2 separate regions of the Rattus norvegicus genome follow, and region 2 is linked to region 1. The links are chromatin contacts, called in public Hi-C maps. All regions are on one chromosome and are shown on one strand. The core of a region is the stretch at or near the end of the contact, and the rest is flanking DNA. Distances in the headings are between cores, read along the strand shown. Region 1 has its middle 150 kb from the start of Rap2a. Region 2 has its middle 130 kb from the start of Ipo5.

Region 1 (2,596 bases), core at 64-2,563:
AGTCCATGACTGTTACACCAGGGAGCCCAGAGGTGAAACAGTAGCTGAGAGCTTATCTTGAGACAACAGCCCTAAGCAAAGAGAGTGTTTACTGGGAATCTCCTCCAACCAGGCTCCTAAGTCTTCCCAGTTTCACCAACCAGGAACCAAGCATCCAAACATAAGAGCCCATGAATGCCATTCTCATGCAAACCACCACACCTCCCATCCCTCTTCCCACTCAAACCTCCCCTTATGTGGTTAGTGATCTTTAATAGTGTTCCAATAAATACAAATGCACAAGTATCTTTGTTATATATTGATGCTAAACCTTTGGGTAAACAGTGAGGAGGGTCTAGCTGAGTCAAGTTGAGTCTCTTTTTATAAAGCTAAAAGATGGTAGGCTAGGGAGATAGATCATTACTAAGTGTTATACAGTCACGAGGAACCAAATTCAATTCCCAGAGCCCAGTAAAAACAGAGACATGATGGGGTGCATTTGTGATCATAGCTCCGGGGAGGTAGATCCCCAGGGCTTGGTGATCTGCTATCCAGGCATAATTAGAAAGTCTCAGATCACAGTGAAATACTCTTGTCTCAAAAACATGGTTGACAATACATGAGGTTGTCCTCTGTCTTCACATGCATGCACATTCATGTGCACTCATGGCCATGCACACACATACACTTAGACATATACACACACAAACACACAGACATAGGCACACAGGCACATACATATACACACAGACACAGACACACATACATGCGTAGATACAAAGACACACACAGACATACAGAGACACAGACTCAGAAGCACACACACACACACACACACACACACACACACACACACACACACACAGTGACCCAGATTGGACTATCTTCACAGGAGGACCTCATCCTCTTCTACTCAAACAGTGAGGCAAAGATAGAAGACCCTGACACTCCTCAACCTGTGGGTCACAACCCCTTCAGGGTGTCAAATGACCCTTCCACAGGGGTCACATAGAACCATTACCTTCATCATGGATATTCACATGACAGTTCATAACAGTAGCAAAGTTACAGTTATGAGGTAATAATGAAAATGATTTTATGGTTGGGGGGTCCCCACATCATGATGAACTGTGTTAGGCATTAGAAGGTTGAGGGCCACTGTGCTCTAGTAGGAGTAAGAATAGGGGAAAGCGTATGTGCCTGCACTTGTAGTCTGGTAATGGCTTGGTGACCTTGAAAATTTACCTACGCTTGCAAGCTTTGAGGCCTTTGTATGAGTCACGGTGAGCTGTGGCGGACTATGACTCTTAAACTAAATCCAGGGATATGTTTCATATATTTCTGTAACTCAGCTGAGGCATGTGGAAGCATCTAGCTCCTTTCTAGGTGGCGAGATACATGCTTGGCATAGACCAAGGTCAAGGCCCCACAGGTCCTCTATAGCTCTGCCCAGAGCTGTCCACTACGGATTGGTTCTTCTGCTATCGATCACGGGCAGATATATTTATTCCCTCTCAAGAGTCCTGCATCCTTCTTGGGACTCTGTAGATGGAGGGATCAGTCCCTTCTACCAAATCCCTCCAGTCCTCTGGGGAATTTCATGGCTTCTGTGGGACCAGAACCCAGAAGCAAGTCATAGACTCTCCTCTGAGAGCTGATTTCTCAGTTATCTCTCCTCTCCTCTCCTCATTCACTTGCCACAGGCACCATCTGTTTCCTGCCTTTATCTTCCAGGAGCCCTGGGAATTCTCTCTGTGCCTGAGTAGGAGCTTTTACTCCTGGAGGTCATGTTGTCTAGCTCTGCTATTTCTCCAAGGGTGTCCATCCTTGAAACGTGGAAAACAGCAAATTCTTTATCTCCCTTGTCCACAGAGCCACACCTATACCCTGAGGCAGTGAATGCAACGTGACTTAGTTGGATGTGGGTAAGAGAAAACACAAGCTAAGATTTGAGCAGTGCTGCCCGTTACTTTCTCCTTGGCTCCATCCTCCCTGTGGCTCTGCTAAGACCCGCTCCTTGTCTCTTAGTTCTTAATCCTTTGGCATGGATACTTCTGTGGATGTTCTGACCCTCTGTGTGACTAAAGCCCTCTGGTCGCTTCTTCCTGTCAGTTTTGCCTTTTGGGTGAGATGCTAAACTTATTAGTAATTTCCTGCAGTTTGTCTGTGGTCTGAAGGGGTGAATGCTTCAGTGAGTGACTCAATCACAGAGATGCTGCCCTCAACACTCCCCACTTGTCTTAAATGTCTTTCATTTGTCCTCATTAATAAAGGTCTGCTTACACATCCTACTAACTCTGTATCACCACATGAAGCTAGGTATCTGTAATAAGCATACTATATTACTTCAGTGGCACCTGACAAAAGCCCATGTAGGAAATTAAGGTCTATTCAAATGAACATTGGGGCTGGGATGTAGTTCAGTTGGTCGAGTGCTTTTCTGTCATGCACAAATCCCTGGGTTCTACCTACATCACACCTTTAACTGTGCTTGAGGTTCACAAGTTGAAGGGTAGCCTAGACTATCTGAGACCATGTCTCAAATGTGCTTATTGTTTCCTTTGGGCAATGTGTACAAAATATTCAGAAAGCTTGTGTAGAAATATACCAACCATGA
Region 2 (2,596 bases), core at 57-2,556, 130 kb before region 1:
TTCTTTTTCTTTATTTTCTTTTCAGGGTAGGGATGTGGGTTCTCCGTGGGATACATTTCGCTTCTGTTTTCCTAGGAGTTAGGTTAGATTTTTGAAGCAGCGCCCTCTTCTTGGACTCTGTCCTCGTGACTCGCAACTGCTGTTCAACCTGGCACGGAGCCAGCTGGGGCTCACAGAGCTGAGTTTTAACGCAGAGTGGGCGTGTCGGCCAGGTTTTTGTCAGGTCGTCACAACCTAGAGTCATCTGGGAAGGGGGACCCTCGGTTGAGAACATGTCCTCGTCAACCTGGCCCGTAGGCAAGCCTGTAAGGTGTTTTATTGGTTACTGGTGGATGTGAGAGTATTTAGCCCGCGATGAGTGGTGCTGTTCTGGGCGGGTGGTTGGTTCTGGGTTCTGTAAGAAAGCAGAGACAGCCCTGGGGAGCAAGCACTGAGCAGCACCGTTCCACAGCCTCTGCTTCCGGTCCAATCTCCAGGTTCCTGCCTTAGCTTCTCCTGATGATGGACCAGCAAGTCAAGCAAACCCTTTCCTCCCCAGGTTGTTTTTAGTTATGGTGTTTCATCACAGGAATAGAAAGCAACAGAGCCAACGAGTTGGGGACTGAGTCAGGTTTCCTAATATGACGTCGTCTAAAAGAGCCCAGAGCTACATTAGGCCGCATAGCTCGACGTACCAGGATGGCAATCATGACACCAAGGGGCACAGGAGTAACTGTTGTCTCTCTCACAGAAAGCTTTGAAATACTGGCTCACCAACCAACGAGCGTACACGGGCCCTGACACATATGTAACAGAGGGCTGCCACATCTGGCCTCAATCGGAGAGGATGTGCCTAATTTTGCAGGGATTTGATGCACCTGGATGGGGGCATGCGGGGTGGGGGCTGTCCTCTTAGAGGCAAAGGGAGGGGGTATGGGGGAGGAACTCTGAGAGGGAGGACCGAGAGGGAGGGCAATATTTGGGATGTAATTAATTAAATAGCTAATTAATTAATTAAAACTATTGGCTCATTTTGTTTTGGAGCTGACTTTGCTCCAACCACACATGTTGCTGAACACATCAGGCTTTCTCCAGTCTGAGTGCAGACATTAGTGGTTCTCCTATGTAGGAGTGTATTCCCAGGCCGCTGCTTCCTTCTTTCAGGCATTTGCTCGTTTCACTTCCTCATCGAAGCGTTCCTTTGCCTCGTGGTTGAAAGCTGTCATGTGACCAGCTCTGGAATTGGGCGCGCTCTTCCTTCTCACTGGTGGCCAGCAAGCCCCAACCATCCTGTCATCACTCCCCACAGCGCCGCCAAGGTTACTGTTGTACGAAGCCACCCCCAGCTTTTTACATAGGTGCAGGGATCCAAACCTGACTGTGTGGCAACTGCTCTCACCCACCGAGCCTTCTCTTCAGCCTCGACGCTTCTGATCCCCAAAGAAATGTTTCTTAACTAGCTCAGACCTATCAGTGTCATAGTTCTGACGAATTTATTCATGCAGCAGCCATCGGCCGAAAGTCTAGAAGCCAGGCAGTGTGCTTTTTTTTTTTTTTTTTTTTTTTTTTTTGGTTCTTTTTTTCGGAGCTGGGGACCGAACCCAGGGCCTTGCGCTTCCTAGGTAAGCGCTCTACCACTGAGCTAAATCCCCAGCCCCGGCATTGTGCTTTTTAATGGAAACAGTACACTTATTTATCATCTCAAAGGCAAATGCTTTTACGCACATTTAACAAAGTTGCTTTGTTTAACACATAGTAAATAAATGATCCTGACGTGAGACTAAGAATTTGCAGAAAAGACCCAAGATATTTTACCAGTGTGTCAGCAAAGGCACAGAGCTGGCTTGTTAATCTGGTTTTGTTTCACTTCACTAAAATACTACGTATTTCTGGACCTCACTGTGTCACAGTTGAACAAAGGGTGAAGGACATGAACCAACCCTTTGGCTCGTCCAGCCTCCCTTGTTGCTGCAAGGGTACCCACCTGACTTGGGCAGCTGACGGTCACAGGACATGCCTGGCCACTCCTTGAGCATGTCCCATTGTACTTGTTTTTTTCCTAAAATATTGATCTGTTTGAATCTGTTTTCATCATTTGAACTCCAGGAAGAGACAGTGTGTGTGTGTGTGTGTGTGTGTGTGTGTGTGTGTCTATGTGTTTGTGCCTGTGCACACGCCAAGCACACACCCTCACGAGAGTGTGCGGGAATGCATGTGTATGTGCATGCATTGTGTGCATATATGTGCTTATGTGTTTATGTAAGCATGTCTCTGAGTGTGTCTGTGTATGTGTGTGCATACCTATGTATGTATGTGTGTATGTATGTATTTATGTATGTATATGTTTGTGTAAGTGTGTGCATGTATGGGTTCATGTGTGTATTGTGTGTGTACACTTGGGGAGGTCAGAGGACAACTTGTGGGAGTCGTTTCTTCCTCCCGCTGTGAGGAAGTTTTGGGGGTCAAATTCAGGAGGTCAGGCACGTGCTTTAATTTACTGAGACATCCTCCCAGGCCCTAGAACTATTTTTCTTTTTTAGTATTTTGAGAAATTATCACACTGTTTTCCATAGAGGTCAGACTATTTTACATTCCTGCCCTCAGTGTAAAAGGGTTC

What was found. Hi-C and Micro-C count contacts between places; a contact is called where the count stands out from the background.
Region 2: a Hi-C map of the Rat2 cell line shows a contact between it and region 1, with 7 times the contacts expected there. The contact joins two enhancer-like sites.

Annotation. Positions count from the first base shown.
Region 1 is chr15:104,156,173-104,158,768 of GRCr8, reverse strand. No RefSeq gene overlaps it. Among named protein-coding and RNA genes, the nearest start is that of Rap2a, 150 kb to the right of the region's middle. Within about 2 kb of position 1,313, at least 7 of the 93 cell types and tissues checked have an H3K27ac peak or open chromatin away from gene starts, as enhancers often do.
Region 2 is chr15:104,285,356-104,287,951 of GRCr8, reverse strand. No RefSeq gene overlaps it. Among named protein-coding and RNA genes, the nearest start is that of Ipo5, 130 kb to the left of the region's middle. Within about 2 kb of position 1,306, at least 7 of the 93 cell types and tissues checked have an H3K27ac peak or open chromatin away from gene starts, as enhancers often do.